Regions from separate parts of the Mus musculus genome. Here regions 2, 3, 4, 5 and 6 are each linked to region 1. A link is a contact called in public ChIA-PET and HiChIP or PLAC-seq data. All regions are on one chromosome and are shown on one strand. Each heading gives the region's core, a stretch centred on a gene start, on an enhancer-like site or on the middle of the called end of the contact. The rest is flanking DNA. Distances are from core to core; before and after follow the strand shown.

Region 1 (2,700 bases), core at 107-2,606:
TAAAGGGCCGAGAACCTGAAAACACCCGGCCCACACCCTGATTACCAGTAACAGCCGCAGAAGTACAACCGAGGGATGAGGTGGGGGAGGCTTGGAGGCAAAATTTGAATATTATCCAGGGTGTTGCTTTAGACATTTAGAAAGCAATATTGGTAGACATTTCGTGCGGGTCTTAGAGCAGAGAAAACTGAGCAGATGACAGAGGCGAAGAGATGTCATATCAAGGAAAACCAAACTGATCATGACTTCCCAGAGGGAACAGAATCTTAGTCGAGGGGTACCGGTGTTGTCACAGCCATGGTAATGTAAACACAGTCCAAGACTGTAACAGACAGCACCAGGTGGGAGCTTCTGAGCAGGGACAGTAGTGAAGTCCTCAGTGACCAAAGCAAGAGGTCAATAGGTCATGGGGGCAGCCTCACAGCAGGGCCTTTAGAAGCATAGAAACATGAATGGGAGACGGCACCTGGGGTCAGACCCAGTCCCTCACCACACAATGCCTGCAACTGGACAGCAGTGGCACACACCCTTGGTCCCAGCACTTGGCCAGGCCTGAGGCAGGCCGATCTGTGAGTTCCAGGCCAGCCTGATCTACAGAGGGAGTTTCAGGATAGCCAAGGCTACACAAATAAACCCTGTCCCAAAAAACAGGGAGAGGGGTGGAGAGAAGAGAAGAGAAGAGGAGAGGAGAGGAGAGGAGAGGAGAGGAGAGGAGAGGAGAGGAGAGGAGAGGAGAGGAGAGAAGAGAAGAGAAGAGAAGAGAAGAGAAGAGAAGAGAAGAGAAGAGAAGAGAAGAGAAGAGAAGAGAAGAGAAGAGAAGAAGAGAATCTGGCCTATAGACAGGCTCAGTAGGTAAAGGCACTTGCTAGTAAATCTGATGTCTGAGTTCCATCCCTGGGACCTACCCAAATGGTCCTCTAACCTCAACAGTGTTGCACTGTATGTGCACTTGTAGGCGCTCACACACACACACACACACACACACACACACACACACACACACACTATACAAAAGGAAAGAAACGTAGAACAAAGAATTGGCTCTATGACTGAGGCCGAGGCTAAGGCCTGTGAAACTGCTTTCCTGGGAGAGTAATGGAGGGGTGTGCACTCGGAAGCAGGGGCCGGCTAGTTTGCATCCCAAGCCATTTAGATTTATTTATATTACTTTGAGAATGGTAAGAATTAATTTCCAATTTTCTCCAGCTCCATTGTAAATGTCAGCTCCCTGTGTGGCTTATGAAGCCAGGCTGACCCAGCTCCACATTTCAGCCCAGCGTAACTGCTAAGGCTCAGTACATTACTGAGTTCTCGAAGAGGGCTGCGGCTTCCTGTTTGCCCCCAACCTGATTCTTTCACTTTCCTGTTCCTTGCTCTGATCCATATTTCTGGTCACTGACTTTCTGTGGTTTTAGAGACACTCTTGCTTTGAGTCAGCATTTCAGTCTTGGTTTTCTCTCTCTCTTCTCTCCTGGGTTCCCATTGCCCAGGATCAGGGGTTCTCACCCAGCCCCAGGCTCCTTGGCTGCCATCTTTACACTGCCTCTGCCCGTCAGCCCGCTGTTGGTTGGAGCGAAGGTGATTGTCACACCCAAGCACAGCAACTCCAATCTTTGGGAAATGTGTAATTGAGTTTGAGAGTCAGGCAGCCAAACAGGCTGTTTTCTCAGACCTGGGGAAATGTAAATGAAGGCACTGTGGGCTGGAAGTGTTCCAGGTATATGGGCACGAAGGGCAGACAGTCAAACAGTCATCTGGAAAGACAGCTCAGAGGAGAGACTTATTCAATCAGCAGGGAAGCTGGCTGGAGAGGCAGGGTTAAGGAGACAGGCCAAGGGAGGCAGTGGTTACTAATGGATCTTCATAGGGCCTTGAGTTCCATGAGTTTGTGTTTCACTGGGCCAAAGCTCCTTTCATGATAAAGTTAACTTGAACTAATTTCTGTTACTTATGACCCTAAGAATCTTAAGTGAGAAGCAACTCAACTCCTCTCCCTACCCTCAGCCTGGGTGAGGCAGTGTTAAGTAGACAGTGACATCTCTGAGTCTCTAGTCTCCCATTCCACTCCCCCAGTGACACCAGGTCCTCTGAGCTGCTGTGAAGGCTGTGGCTCACTGGGGTGAGAGGAAAACAGGCTCCCTACCTCCCACTGCCCTGCTAAGGCCAGGGATAAAGTACAGAACCAACGGACTCTTAAGCAAAGATGGGGAAGATGAGGGTGGACTCCCCCACCACCACAGCTGCTCAGGGGCCAGCACTTCTCCAGCTTCTTCCCTTCTTGTCTGGATCAGCCTAACTTCCTGTTGCATGACACCTAAGAGCTCCAGGGTGAAGGAATCAAAGCAGACTGTATGTGCATGTGTTGCACGTAGCTCCAGCAGTTTTCACCGTCATACTTCATTTTTTGAGAACTGTGGGAACAGTGACGTTCTCAGTAGCAGTAGTTGGAGAGTCCTACTAGGCTTGGCAGGCAATGGTCACTTTGGAAAGTCTCTAAATGACTGATGGCCACTGGACAGACACAGTACCAGAGAGGTGGAAAGAACTTGAAACACGGGGTCTGCAGATCTGTGGGACCTGAATGCAGGGGCTGGCTTCTTGTGTGCTGTAGGAATGTGTTTCAGTGGTTGTCACTAGGCTACCCAGACTGGGAAGCAAGCTGGGACTCGGCTGCAGGAAGACTATGTAGTTTGTTTTTCT
Region 2 (2,700 bases), core at 82-2,581, 300 kb after region 1:
AATATTTGAAAGCAGATGAAAAATGTAGATGATAAATAAATCATGGACTTTTAAAAAGGGAAAGGAAGGGAACAGGGTAGGATGTGGGGCTCCAGAAACAGAGAAAAGGCCGTGAGGAGACTGGGGAAGCTCTATGTGAAAACCCCAGGTTGTAGATGGTAGGGAGGGCTCCGGTGATGAGGCACAGAATGTAGAGACAGCGCCACGCGGCTGCTGAAGCCTCCAGGCTTCTGTCCTGCCAAGGGATGCGTAGAAGAGAAATGGGTGTCAGAAGAGGGAGAAACCTCTGCACAGAGAAGGATGGAAACCAGAAAGAATGTCCCCAGAATCCTCTGCTCAAACACATTCCTAGAAACAGAACAGGGAAGATATATGGGATGGCATGGTAGTTGATACCATCAACCTGACAGGCTCTAGAATCCCCATAGACAGATCTGTAAGCATGTCTGTGAGGGGTTCTAGACTGATGGGTACTGTGGGGTAGCACCATTCCATGGGATGTGGCTAGGGATGCAATAAAAAGGAGACCGTGATGTGGGGTGGTGGACCGTGCCAGGAAACTTGGTAAGGTTGCGTGGATTGGAAACCACCTCTGAGAGAACGGTAGGAGCTTCATCTGCTTCCGACCAGGTCCCTGTCACGTGACCACCACCATCCCCTACATAGAAATGTGACCTATGGTCCCTTAGATCAGAACAAGAATTCTCCACGCTAATGAGGTATCTAGAGGTTCTGAAGGCTTAGCCAATAAGCTTCCCTTGCCGGATATTCCTTCCTGCAAAAGGTATTTAACCTCTGATTCACCCTGAACAGGTGGTATGCACCCATATTCCACGATAAACAATCAATAAATGGTTTGGAACCAAGGACTGTCTCTCTCATCAAGAACCATTATGGGGAGCATGGAGAAAGCCTTTGCCCATAGAACTGCACCAAGTCTTCCACAGAAGGCCCCTCCACGCTCCTAGACAATGGCCACTAACCTAAGGACAATCGCTTATGAAAGCCAGAGGACCCAGCTCTGTTCCCAACTCACAGAGACCTAGTGATGTCTGGATGTCCAGGAGTTTAGGAACCACCGTCCCCGGCCTCCCCACAGGCCCTCAGGCCCTCTCCGTTCCCAACTTATCCTTGAGGTTTCCAGTGGCATCTGGATTCCCGGGAGTCAGGGAACCCCAGCTTCAGCCTCCCACATTTTAGGCTGCATTTCCTCACCCCCTAAGCCGCGATCGCTTCTAGTTTTATCTGCCCAGTGGAGTTCTTACACCCTAGCAGTGAGGCAGACCACAGAACCACACCTTGAGCCCAGCCCTAGGGTTCATCTCTGCTTGCTGACTGCAGATGCAGTGTGACCACCCACCTGCCTCACCTCTTGTTATCACGCCTCGGATAGAGCCCAAAATAAACCCTTCCTCCTTAAATGGCTTTTGTTGGGTATTTTGTTGTAGCAACAAGAACAGTAACTAACATGGAGTGATGGAGGAATCCGGCCAGCATGTGGCGTGCACAGTGCTGCGGCAAGAATGTGAGTCCCAAGGAAAAGCACAATGTTCAGGGCCCACTTCGAATCTCTAACAAAACAGTCATTGTGATAACTCACGGGAACAAGGTGTTCTCTAGATCGCCCATACCCTGAAGCCCAAATCTCTGAGGATCAGTCAGGCCTTGCACTTTTACCTAATTCTTCATGATCACCAGGTACTCTAAAGTTTAAGAGGCAAGGCACTGGACTTGATTTCAAATGGGAATTTAGCTTTATGTATTTACTTTAAATGTAATGTATCCTCCAATAATTGCATACCTGGATATAATGTGTTCTGATGACTCTCACTTCTAACTCTGATCCTCTCCCCACCCCTCCCACCCTTCCTCATCTCCCTTCTAGCCATTTTGCTTCAGCTTGTGACTAGTTGAATTGAACCAGGGCTATCTACATACAGGAACATGGGTGTGAAATTATCCATTGGAACCAGATGGCTACAGGATTGAAGACAATGTCTGTCCCCTCCCGCCCCCAGTATGCATCAGGAGCCAACAGCTTCCTGGATGGTTCCCCATGATGCACACAGATGCTCGGCTTAGCTGCTCCTACACTACAAACACACTTTCTGTACTGCTCTTGCAACCGGCAAATTCCGCCATCGATGGTCGGGGTATAAGAAAAGCAACCAGCTGAGCCATCAGGACAAACCTGACTCACGGTGCAATTCTGAATTCTGACAATTTATTTCTGGCCTCACTTGCCTTTTTTTTTTTTTTCAAAATGAGGGAGGTAAGTAAGCTCTGCTTTCTCCAAGGTCCCCCAAGCTACATAACGTGTCACTGTGACTCATCTTGAGCCCCCGCTCCCAACCCCATCCTGCACCCCCTGCTCTGTGCTAGTCAATTGAGAATTCAATAAATATTTAGCTGATTGATGTAAGCAAAAGCATAAAAGTCACTGAAAGGGACGTTAAACTTCTAAGAAGCTCTGGAACCTTCTGTGGTATCTCTCTTATGAATTCCTTCAGAGGGCAGTAAGCATAAATAAAAAAGGCGGCTGAGGTTTTTTTTTCCCTCTCTCTCCTTCTCTCTTTAAAGTCAAAGGCCCATAAATCATGCATGTGCAGATTGATTTCATAATTAACATCACTGGGTATATGTCTGTGAAAGTTGGGTTTCATCTGGGCGAGTTGTTCTACTAATTAAAGGCTTATTTTG
Region 3 (2,700 bases), core at 112-2,611, 380 kb after region 1:
TTGTTGTTACTCATAACTGGAATTTTGCTGCTGTTATGAATTATAATGTAAATATCTGATATGCAGGATATCTGATGTGTGACCCTGTGAAAGGGTCATTTAACTCCAAAGAGGTTGAGAACCATTGTCCTATCAACTCTCAGAGTATGTCATACAGAAGCAAGAGTCAAATTAAGGAGCCATGTCTCGGGTGGCCAGGCTCTCCACTCCAAGTCCTGGGAGCTAACATGATAAATATCAGGCTGATGAGTAGAACGTCCCCGGTCTCTCCAGCATCTTTCCCATTTGCCACTACCCATCACAACCCCTCTTCTACATCTTCCTTGGGTCTCAGGGTCCATCTCACACAACTCAGTTTGGGGGGTGTTTAGGGAGCCATGAACAGAACTAGAACCTGGAGGGAGAGGGGCCTCTGACTTTCTCAATTAGAGATTAGAGCTTGAGCTGTCATTGGCAGGGAGTGATTTGGAAATGCGAGAAGAAAACTAAATAGGAATGAGCTAAAGAAGGAAAAGTTCCGGGGAAAAGGTAGACATCAACCCATCCACATGGTGAGACAGAGAAGGAGCAAACATTAACTCATCCATATGATGGGGAAGGGGGAGGACCAAACCTTAACCCATCCATGTGACGGAGAAGGGGAAGGACCAAACATCAGCTCTCCCATATGATAGGGATGGGAAAGGATAAAGCACTTAACCCATCCATATGGTGGAGACAAGAAGAACCAAAGACAAAACGTGTCAGGGTGGCTGGATGCCAAGAGGGGGCTGGGTGTCTGAACACTGGCTATTTCAAGAAGAGATCTGAATATCATATGAGGAGGAGAAACTAGCAGAGAGCCCACTGTGTCTCATCTTTGTGAGTGGTGTGCATGAAGACCATGGTGGCCTTTACTTCCTTTCAGTTACTTTTAGTGCTTCCTGGAATGTATTTTCATGTCAAAAGTGGGTCACAAGAAACCCCTGTGTGTACTCCAGTTATAGCAATTTAAAAAAAAATCAAAACCATGTGCATAGATAGTGTTTGCCGTAAGCAAGCATGTAAGGCTAATGGCATCAGGAAGTGGCTGTAACTGCACAGGGATGGCAGGCGAGAGAAGTGAAAGTTGTTAACAGCAGGCCATTACCTTAGCTTCCTGGGCCCCGGAAGGCTGCCTTCCTTCCCCCCCACCCCCAACACAGAGGTTTCCAGGCCTGGAAGGTACTCTCAGGACCCAAGCAGACTAGGAGGGTCTCCGTCTCACTCTAAGTGCCTTATCTCAGGGAAGTGACAGTGACAACAGCTTTGTTGGTTGCCGCACGCCACTACTGACTCATCTGATGCTTCCGGCCCTCTAAAACCCAACATGATTTTACCAGTGCTGTTGACCCAGCCACACCACATCCTGTCTGCATCTGGTGTGTGTGTTAGAGCAGTGCATGTGTAGAGGTCGCTGTCACCTTTCATCTCCAGGGGTAGCCATTTTGGCCCAGTGTTAATGTCAGGCCTTTGGTGATCCAATCTGCCACTTGTCATCCACCCTCGCCTGCCCACCTATCACTCAGAAGTAGGGCAGTTTAGTGTCAGGTGAGAATTGGGGGTTTCTACTTTTGAACCCACACCTTTTCATTGTCTACTAGCCTGGGCAAGCACTTACCCTCTCTCTGCTTTCATTCCATGGTCTGTGGATGAATGACACAGGCAGACTGTGCGGAGCTAAAGGAATGACTTTCACTAGACACCACAAGAGAGGCTCACACACATTCATCTCTCCTCCCCATCTGAAATCCATTCTAATCATTGAAAATGGTATTGACTAAAGAGCCCTTTGACATCCACTACAGACCCCATCCAGACTGGTGTAGTGAGACTCCTCTGATCATTTTGACTGTGGCCTTGTGACTAGCTCCTCATCCATTTAATATTAGATTCTAATTCTTCCAGAATCTAGCCCTGGTTCCTTATTTGGGGACCAGCTTATAAACATGAGAAATCACTCATTGGCCTTGACCTTTGTGTATAGAATTTATCATTACAATAAAAAGCAACAGACCAAACTTCAAGAGATTCCCTTGATTCCCAGTGGCCCAGGGGAAAGTCCAGCTGACCCCCCCCCCTTCAGATACCGCACCCCACCCATATGACCCCTAAGTAGCTACCCTTATGTCCTCAAGAGAGGCATGGACAGCTTGCCTACCCTCACCATGTCACAGCTAGTGGAATCAGTTTTGACTCTTTGGCCTGACTCCCCCCCCCCCCGCCCCAAGCAGAGAAGGGCAACAAAGCTTCATTCCAATGGACCAGAGCTCAAATTCCAGCTCTTTACCTATGAGTAAGGGCCTCAGGGGAGTCGCTAGGCTCTCTGACATCAGATCAGGTCGGGGGTAATGAGTCTAGCCTCCCTGGAAGCTCAGGACTTTGGAGGGGGTCCTCATAGAGCCTACCTTTTTCTTTGTCTCAGTTCCACCAAGACAGCAAGTGTTCCTTCTACCTTCTTTCCACACACACCCTACATGAGAAAAGATGAAAATCCAAGTCCCTGCAACCATCCAGGACTAAATCATCCATTTAAACACCACCTTAAGTTCCTTACTCCTAAAAACAAGAGGACCGAATCAGACATCAATAACGTCAGCTTCTCCCAAGCGAATGCTGGGTGCTGCTTGTCACTCAACGTGGATCAGTTCCAGGCTTGGTGAGCAAACTCTAGAAATGTGA
Region 4 (2,700 bases), core at 170-2,669, 350 kb after region 1:
TAAGACATTCTGTATCTCTCTTACACACACACACACACACACACACACACACAGAGAGAGAGAGAGAGAGAGAGAGAGAGAGAGAGAGAGAGAGAGAGAGAGAGCAAGAAAACCACATCCAGTCTGGACTGAAAAAGCAACGGTGAAGGGTGACTACCCCACCCAGTAAATCAAGATGTGGGATTCAAACCACTTCCGCCCTCAGCTTCAGGTCAAGAGCGTCACGTATCTGCATAAGACCTCACAGGGGCGGAGTTGCTGCTGCCAGGATGGGAGTGCAAAACCCCACTCAGGTGACAGGTCACACACCCATGGACACAGCCAAGTAGAGGAGAGGCCAGAATGAAATGACAGATCTGTTCACCTCACGAGACAGGACCACTGGACTCCATTCTCCAAGATCCCAAGGACACAGAGGTGTATAGGCCACAGTCCTTGAACCAAACCAAGATGGCTCTGGCACCAATTCCTGCTGAGCTTCTGCAATGTTCTATACCCATCTCCTAGGCCTGAGATTCTCTCTATGTAGGGACCCCTCATGGACTCAGACACTGAACCCACAGGGTATATTAAGAGGCTCAGACCCGGGCTGAGGCAGTGACTCAGCTAGTGAATGGAGTTTACCCTGACATGGCCTGATGACCAAACGCCCACCCCTGGAACTCATGTAAAGGTAGCAGGAGAAAACCAACTCCACAACATTGTCTCTGCCTACACACACACACACACACACACACACACACACACACACACTACAGAATGTGCGTCCACATACACTAACTTCAATGATAACATAATAGAGGTGACTTTTGAAGGGGTCCAGCCCTTCACTTCAGAGGGCATACTGGTTGACGGCCAGTAGCCCTCTTTGTGCAGAAGGCTCTCTCTACCGCTGGCAGGCATTCCCCATTATCCCAGATGCAAGGAGCCTTAGAGACCACAGTTCTTAGTTTTAGGTGCTGAAGCTACTAAGCTCCTTTCCATCGGATTCCCCATCCCCTTGGGGAGCTTATGATGTTGCTCCAGTGAACTGGCCCACGCCTGCCTGCTGTGCAAGGATCCCAGGTTGTCAGTCTCTCGTCTGCAGACAACTGCAGCCCCTGCGGCGTTACCCAGTCTCAGCTGTGTCTGTAATGTCTATGCAGGCTTATAGACTGGGTCAATTCTTTCTCTCCTTCTGATCTCATCTCTAAAGTGGGGAGGCTAGACAGAGGAAGAGCTTACTCCTTTTCCACATTTGGCTTTGTGTCTGTCCCCAGGGACACCCCGGAGCAAGGACTCAGCCAGTAAGGGCAACAACGCCACAGCAGTCGTGAATGGAAGAGAAGCCCTATGTTTCCACGTTCTGGGTCCAGTGTGCATTCTGTGCCCTAGAGACAGAGACAGGGAGGCAACCCCACAGCCTGAGATGAGGAAGTACGCTCTCCACATCTGAGCTACTTCTAGGGTGAGGGAGGGGCCTCAACTTGATGGTTTCTAGGGAGAGAGAGTTTGTGGCAGGAAGCAGGCCAGAAAAAAAAAAAAAAACCTAAAAACAAAAACAAAACCAGAATCAGCCGGGGAACATCAGCTTGCCACACAGCCTCCCAGGACCTTGGTGGAGAGTCACTGGTACAATGCATCCCCAGAAGTCTTGGAAGGAGACGGGGGTGGGGGTGGGGTGGGGGTGGGGGTGGGGGTGGGGGGGGGCGGGGGGGGCGGGGGGGGAGGAGAGTAGGTTGGGGTTGGGCACTTTCAGGAAAGCTACTGACATGGCTGGGGACAAATAGCATTGTGCAACTTCAGATAAGGTGTGAAGCAGGTGAGACCACATTCAGCTCACACTCAGCGAGAAGGGCTCCTCTTCCTCAGGAACTGGAGCACAGATGTCTACCGTGGTAGCCAGATCTGAGTTGAGGCTCCTCCACCTGTAAACTGGAGGCCTTGGTATTTTGTGGATGTTTCAAGCCCAGGCCTTCGTTTCCTGAGAATAACAACAACTCCTCTTTCAGCATAGGGCCACAAGGTTTAAAAGGTTTGAGTGCTTGGCATATATTAGGGCTCAGCCAACGGCTGCAGAGATGAAGGCTGGAGACTCGGGGAATGCCCAGAAACTCTTTTGATTATTTTGCTGTCTCAAGGGGTCCAGATCTGCAACTGACTCAGAAATATGCCCCACCTCTCCACCCCATCCCCAATTCTTCCTCTAACCCCCACTCCTCCCTGTCCCCCACCCCACCCCATCTCTCTTCTCTGTCTCTCTGTCTCTGTCTCTGTCTGTCTCTGTCTGTCTCTGTCTCTCTCTGTCTCTCTGTCTCTCTGTCTCTCTGTCTCTCTGTCTCTCTCTCTCTGTGTGTGTGTGTGTGTGTGTGTGTGTGTGTGTGTGTGTGTGTATGTGTAAAAGAGAAACAACTGTCCTTCCTGGTCTTCCCCAGACATAAGAAAACAATAGGTACACCCCTCACACACACACACACACACACACACACACACACAAAATACAGCAAGCTGGAGGAAAGCAAGCAGCACACAGCCAGCCTCCTCTGCTCCAGCAGCAGCAGCAGAGCCAGGATCACCTGCAGGTACCACAGTAGCAATGCCCAGAGTTTCTGGTGCCTCCTAGAGCTCCTCTTGGGATGACTGATGCCATATTAGGAACTCAGAGTGGCCTAAGAAGGAGCACTGAGGAGTGTGTGCTGCTGGCCCTTGAAAGGTTGGCCT
Region 5 (2,700 bases), core at 140-2,639, 330 kb before region 1:
ATGAAAAGACTGTTGTTGGACATGGTAGTTGAGCTGGTGTGTGTGTGTGTGTGTGTGTGTGTGTGTGTGTGTGTGTGAAAGAGAGAGAGACAGAGAGACAGAGGGAGAGACAGACAGATACACACACAGAGACAGAGAGAGACAGAGACAGAGAGAGACAGACAGATGAGGGAGGGGGGAGGAGGGAGACCCTTGACAACCTCAACACCTTCAGGGAGGGGCCATCTGTTGATAGTGTTGTGGTATTGTATTTTGGGAGCCATGTTCTAGGGCCAGGACTGCAGAGGGCAGAAATGGAAGGCTTGCTATCTTCAGGACGGCGTTGATGGTGGTAATGGCCCCACTAAGCAGGAAGAGGGCACTGTGGAATCATCAAGCTTTGAAACTCTGGGTGGGGCCAGCCACACAGCTTCAAGGAGTCAAGTTGAACCAGCCCACTTGGTTGGTTAGCTACAAACTGCTGAGCTGCCTCAGCAACAATTCTACTATCAGCTGATGGCTATTAGAACCCTGTTCTGTAAGATCATGGTCACATTTGATCTTTACGGTCATACTCCAGTCTTACAGGTGGGAACACTGAGGCTCAGCAAAGACAAGAAAAGCCATTTAAGGTTAACATCATCTAGCTAGCAAACTGTTGAGCTGGCAATCCCAACCACACCTCTGACCCCAAAGCCCAAGCCACAAGCCACTTTGCTGTGCTGTACCAGAGCTGAGCTGGGCAGTCAGCATGCTTCCCACAGAAGAGTGGGGGTGGGGGTGGAGGTAGGGGGTGGGAGGTAGGTATATCACATAGCAGCTGACACCTGCCAACTCTACCTAGGTGTCAGTTGCTATTTCACAAGTAAGTTCTGCTCTGGTTTCTTCTCAAGGGCCACTAGGTCTGGCCAGGATGTGGAAATTTACCATCAGGTTCCGTCTGACCTTGAACGTTGCCAGTAGAGAGTAGGGTGAGGTCCGCAGCCTGTGAATCTGAGCTCAACCCCAGGTTGGTGAGGGCTCTTGGGTTGCCTACCTTAGGCATGGACATTTCCTGCTCATCTGCAGGGCCAGAGTGGATGATGTTCCAGCATAGAGAAAGGAGGAGCCTGGGACCTAGGACAGCTTCCTGGCATATGTCTGAGGCTCCTCCATCCACAGGATACTGGTAACCAGAGACTGGTTTGACATGAGGGGGCTGTGGGTAGTGATGGGGTGCCCTTTGGGAGAATGGGGAAGCCATGGTTAGATCTTGTCGTTCTGAGCTTCCTGCCCCTCCCTCACATGGGCAACAGAACCAAGCTGCCAGAATCAAATGAGCCAGAAGAGGAAGTTTTAGATGACTGACTGGTATCTTCATTTGCAGATCAGGAAACTGAGGTTTGAGGGCAGCTATGACTCATAATAGGTGACAAGTCACTGAGGGTTGAGATGAACAAGCACCCGAGCTCCCTCAACCCCTGCAGACACATGGCCTTCCTTGATGGGGGTTGGGGTGGGGGTGGTTCGATGGCGTCATCCGAGTCTAGTCGTCCTCCTGTTCCCTGGAGCCAGCTCCCCCTACAGGCCAGACATACATTGCCCTTTGCCAGGAGGTCTGGGCACCTTAGCTGCATGGTCTCTGTTCATATGTCAGGTGGCCTGCCTCCTCTCCTGAATGCTTGCTCGTCTTCTATTATGTGGAACACTGTTTTCTTCTCTAGTAAGGGTACCCCAGTTTCCTGCTGGAAATGATCCCTGCTCTGATTCCCACAACACCAGATCTCTCTCAGTTTCTGTTCTGCCTCTCTGTCTCTCCGTCTCTGTGTGTGTGTGCGTGTGCGTGCGTGTGCATGCATGCATGCCTCAGTTCTCTCTGTCTCTCAGCCTCTCTGTCCCTCCCTATTTCTTTCTGTATCTGTCTCTTTCTCTGTCTGTCTGTCTATATATATTTCTCTCTCTCTCTCTCTCTCTCTCTCTCTCTCTCTCTCTCTCTCTCTCTCTCATACACACACACACACACACACACACACACACACACACACACACACACAGCATGTTCCTCCTTTACCAGGTGATAGAAAGGGCAGGCACTAAACTCCGGTGCGGACATGAGTAATCTAGACTCTAGAATGTTTGAGGCTCACACCTCCTGAACTCTACACTCCCCATACCCAGGAGCCAATCTGTTTCTTCTGCAGAACCGTCTCTGTGATCTCGGAATGGCTTTCCCAGAATTGCACGGTGCTCCTCCGCCCATGCTGCCATATGAAGGACCCACTTGTGTGCCTGCCCTGTGCCTCAAGTGAGGCAGATGCTTGGTAAATGTACTGTGGCTTCAGTGCCGCCATAACAGAGAGAGCTGCTCATCTCCCCCCCCCCCCGCCCCCGGTTCCTTTCTGAAGCCTCCCTTCCCTCTCTGATTCCTCTTTGAACCCCCTTCAATTTCCTGCCTTTTCCACTGAATTTTTCATTGGGAAGAAGCGCGTTTAAAGATGTGAAGCACACGCTTTGCTGGGTCTCAGCTTTGATGAATCTTTGATGCTGAGGCTGAGGAGTCAAGGAGATGCACCAGGCTGGGGAAGGAGGGAGGGGCGGGGAAGAGGCCTGCAAGGATGTTATCCTCCTTCCCAGCACCTCCCACAGGGAGTTCATACACCTGCCATGTTCCTAGCCTAAGAGTGTTCTGCAGTGGGAACCTGCGTGCGTGCAGGCAGGTGTGGTGTGTGTGCGTGTGTGTGT
Region 6 (2,700 bases), core at 103-2,602, 500 kb after region 1:
TCTCTCCCTACTACATCCCCAAGCATCCAGAGCTTGAGCCAAGGTAAATAGACTGAAGGACTGAGGAAGACTTGCATCTCTAGCCAGTCCCACCCAGGAGTAGCCTTATGAAGAGGTTGGAGCCTCAGGAGTTGGCCATCCTAGAGGAGGGACAACAAAGTCATTCCAAAAAGAAGTACCCCACAGCTGAGTGCCAAGGAACAGTTCCATGTCCCGCCCCAATCCATCCCTAGGTGACTGCCCACAGATCATGCCTGACATTCTGGAGGACAGATCATCTGCCCATGTGGGAGGGGTCACAGCCGGGAAGTAAAGGACAGTGACCTACAGAAGACAGATAGGGAGTGTGGGAAATTTGGTGTCACTAACAACCTCTCTTCCTAGAGAGCCAAGCAGGGCTAGAGGTGACAGATTTCACCTGACCTTGGTCTTGTGTGATCTGGAGATGTGTCAATCATGACCACGTGCCAACACCAAAGGAGATCAAACAGGAGCAGAGGCTGGAACAACTCCTGGCAGAACAGCACAGCCAGCTAACAACTCTCAGAGTCTGTTTCCTTCCCATCCCTTCCCCAAGACCAAAGTGCCTCCCTGAGCCTGATCCTCAACACATGGACCTCAAGGTACAAGGACCAGATGAGAACCCCAGATCACCTGAGCCCCTTTTTACAGAGACGGAAACCGAAGCTCTGGAAAGGAAAGGCTCAGCAGAGCATACATGCAGCTGCTGGAACGGAACACCAGTTCAAAGCAGAGCAAGGATGAAGCTCTCCATCCCACATGGCACCACCCCTGCATCACCCCACCCCCAGGCGCATCTGTCCGTGAAAACTGTTACTGTCAGTCGCCGCCCTCCCCAACCTCCATCCTTCCCTTCTTCCTGAAACCAGAACATTGTGCAGAGTAGAGAGGTGGGAGTAGGGCAGCCAGTGGGCAGAAGTGTGATGGTGAAACTCAAGGTACTGGAGAGAAGAAGTCTGGGGACAGCCTCATCACTTTGGGCCATGCAGCCTGGCTGTTGGTACACTGCGCCCCACTGTGCTTTGTCCTGGCTCCTAGCTTGCCCTCCCAGGTTTGACGCACAGCAGTGAAATGCAGAGCTGACCGAGAGAAAAAGCACCTAATCATGTAAGACCCACTCCTGAGAAGCCAAGGCGCGTCACACCCCCAGGTCCTGGTCCCAGGTGCTCTCTGTAGCCCACTGGATGTAGTTGGCCTCATACAGCCATATGAAACTACAGTTAAAAAGGCACAGCAGCAATCCGGAGCTCTCCCTGTTTACGACAGAGTACCACCTCCTACAGCAGCCGCACCACCTTCGCCCACACATGCCTGATGCCACCAAAACAGGCTGTCACAGCAGAGACAGGCCTCTGGTGCCCTCTACTGTTTGACACTCCTGCACCATAGCTGGAGGATGGCACCAAGGCTGGCAGGGGAGACTGGGGAATGGCACCTGCCCCCATTGGGTTGTCCCAGTTTATAACAGCCCCTCCATCCATTTTCCAAGGGGATCCAAAAAAGCATGATACCGCTGCCAGGGGTAGATCAGCAGGGTGTGTCTTGTTGACAGACCACCTAGAGGAATGGCTTGCTAGTGAGCCAGCATGGTAGTGCACATCTGTAATCCCACACCCAGAGAGGCTGAGGCAGGAGGATCCCAAGTTCCAGCCAATCTGGGATGCCTAGGGAGACCCTGATCAGAAAAGAGCTGCTAGTAAGACAGGCTCCTCTCCATCATGGACTGTCTCTCTGCAGAGGCTGCTTCCAGTGTCCCCAACTTGTAGTTCAAGGTCATCACTACTCACAAGGACAATAGCCTCCCTAATTCTGCCCTACTTAGGATCCCCAAGAGTCAAAGAACACAGAAGTAAAATAGCTAGAGATGTATGGCTAGGTATGGAGAGCCACATACAAAGACACATGCCTCTCTCTCCTCTCTCTCTCTCTCTCTCTCTCTCTCTCTCTCTCTCTCTGTCTGTGTGTGTGTGTGTGTGTGTGTGTGTGCGTGCGCGCGCGCTCATGAATATACATATAAAGAGAAAGAAGGAGGTCGAAAGGGAGAAGGGGAAACTGTTGTGAACTGTCCCCTGTCCACTGTCTGCAGAGCTGACCAGTGCCTAAAGCTTTTGGGACGAGATGACATAGCCGGGAGTGTCTAACCCACCTGACAGCAAGTACAGGCCAGAATATATGGGAATTTGGCCCAAGACAAAACTTTAAACTTACTTAAAATACTATGAAGTGGTTTCTGTTGCAATTTTTGTAACTTGAGTGCATGATTCTCAATCACGAACTCTGTAGATGATGTCATTCTGCCTGCTGCCACTCAAAATAACCATAGGCCTGGTCTAGCAATGCCTGGGCCATGGGTAGGATGTCCCTGGAATAAAGTGCAGCTCAAGACAACTCTTCATCAACCAATATGCCCCCAGAGAAGCCAAAGAGAGGGGCTCCTCGGCTCTAGATCACAGTCTCTAGTTCAACTTCACAACATCGGCCTGGAATCCACTGGATTTCTAATCACCTAGACAGAAACAGGCAGTGGGCTTGATTGATTTAAATGTTAGTCTCGGACATAAAATATTTTGTGATACCTTGGCTGGTGTCTGACTAAACCACCAGTCACCGTAGCATATGCAAATCAACACATGCCATCAGCCATCGCACTCCTCGTGGGCTTTGTGTGTCCACCAAGCA

The links. ChIA-PET counts read pairs in DNA pulled down with a chosen protein or histone mark. HiChIP or PLAC-seq counts read pairs in DNA pulled down with a chosen protein or histone mark.
Region 2: an RNA polymerase II ChIA-PET map of memory CD8 T cells shows a contact between it and region 1, with 3 times the contacts expected there. The contact joins two enhancer-like sites. A contact is called at or near these places in 3 of 115 datasets of contacts at active chromatin or transcription factors (fibro-adipogenic progenitors, memory CD8 T cells and pancreatic cancer cells).
Region 3: a contact with region 1 is called in a BATF HiChIP or PLAC-seq map of CD8 T cells, with 11 read pairs. The contact joins two enhancer-like sites. A contact is called at or near these places in 1 of 15 datasets of contacts at CTCF or cohesin (large pre-B cells), 2 of 484 Hi-C or Micro-C datasets (the N1E-115 cell line and bone marrow-derived macrophages) and 7 of 115 datasets of contacts at active chromatin or transcription factors (CD8 T cells, bone marrow-derived macrophages, differentiating embryonic stem cells and 4 more).
Region 4: an RNA polymerase II ChIA-PET map of memory CD8 T cells shows a contact between it and region 1, with 208 read pairs. The contact joins two enhancer-like sites. A contact is called at or near these places in 2 of 15 datasets of contacts at CTCF or cohesin (CD8 T cells and large pre-B cells), 2 of 484 Hi-C or Micro-C datasets (the N1E-115 cell line and bone marrow-derived macrophages) and 4 of 115 datasets of contacts at active chromatin or transcription factors (CD8 T cells, differentiating embryonic stem cells, memory CD8 T cells and 1 more).
Region 5: an RNA polymerase II ChIA-PET map of memory CD8 T cells shows a contact between it and region 1, with 47 read pairs. The contact joins two enhancer-like sites. A contact is called at or near these places in 1 of 15 datasets of contacts at CTCF or cohesin (large pre-B cells), 6 of 484 Hi-C or Micro-C datasets (LSK cells, the N1E-115 cell line, Th1 cells and 3 more) and 3 of 115 datasets of contacts at active chromatin or transcription factors (CD8 T cells, Th17 cells and memory CD8 T cells).
Region 6: a contact with region 1 is called in a BATF HiChIP or PLAC-seq map of CD8 T cells, with 12 read pairs. The contact joins two enhancer-like sites. A contact is called at or near these places in 1 of 15 datasets of contacts at CTCF or cohesin (large pre-B cells), 4 of 484 Hi-C or Micro-C datasets (CD8 T cells, bone marrow-derived macrophages, liver and 1 more) and 3 of 115 datasets of contacts at active chromatin or transcription factors (CD8 T cells, extraembryonic endoderm stem cells and pancreatic cancer cells).

Annotation. Positions count from the first base shown.
Region 1 is chr9:61,331,030-61,333,729 of GRCm38.p6, forward strand. No RefSeq gene overlaps it. Among named protein-coding and RNA genes, the nearest start is that of Gm34264, 3.8 kb to the left of the region's middle. Within about 2 kb of position 1,357, at least 21 of the 459 cell types and tissues checked have an H3K27ac peak or open chromatin away from gene starts, as enhancers often do. A contact at or near this core is called in CD8 T cells, Th1 cells, Th17 cells and 2 more, where this site is marked.
Region 2 is chr9:61,629,225-61,631,924 of GRCm38.p6, forward strand. No RefSeq gene overlaps it. Among named protein-coding and RNA genes, the nearest start is that of Gm34770, 31 kb to the right of the region's middle. Within about 2 kb of position 1,332, at least 8 of the 459 cell types and tissues checked have an H3K27ac peak or open chromatin away from gene starts, as enhancers often do. A contact at or near this core is called in memory CD8 T cells, where this site is marked.
Region 3 is chr9:61,706,735-61,709,434 of GRCm38.p6, forward strand. No RefSeq gene overlaps it. Among named protein-coding and RNA genes, the nearest start is that of Gm34770, 47 kb to the left of the region's middle. Within about 2 kb of position 1,362, at least 124 of the 459 cell types and tissues checked have an H3K27ac peak or open chromatin away from gene starts, as enhancers often do. A contact at or near this core is called in CD8 T cells and regulatory T cells, where this site is marked.
Region 4 is chr9:61,679,707-61,682,406 of GRCm38.p6, forward strand. No RefSeq gene overlaps it. Among named protein-coding and RNA genes, the nearest start is that of Gm34770, 20 kb to the left of the region's middle. Within about 2 kb of position 1,420, at least 110 of the 459 cell types and tissues checked have an H3K27ac peak or open chromatin away from gene starts, as enhancers often do. A contact at or near this core is called in CD8 T cells and memory CD8 T cells, where this site is marked.
Region 5 is chr9:60,997,907-61,000,606 of GRCm38.p6, forward strand. All of the region lies in intron 1 of Gm51680 (a long non-coding RNA gene), which reads right to left. Among named protein-coding and RNA genes, the nearest start is that of Gm5122, 18 kb to the right of the region's middle. Within about 2 kb of position 1,390, at least 126 of the 459 cell types and tissues checked have an H3K27ac peak or open chromatin away from gene starts, as enhancers often do. A contact at or near this core is called in CD8 T cells, Th1 cells, Th17 cells and 1 more, where this site is marked.
Region 6 is chr9:61,829,094-61,831,793 of GRCm38.p6, forward strand. No RefSeq gene overlaps it. Among named protein-coding and RNA genes, the nearest start is that of Gm34828, 8.0 kb to the left of the region's middle. Within about 2 kb of position 1,353, at least 19 of the 459 cell types and tissues checked have an H3K27ac peak or open chromatin away from gene starts, as enhancers often do. A contact at or near this core is called in CD8 T cells, where this site is marked.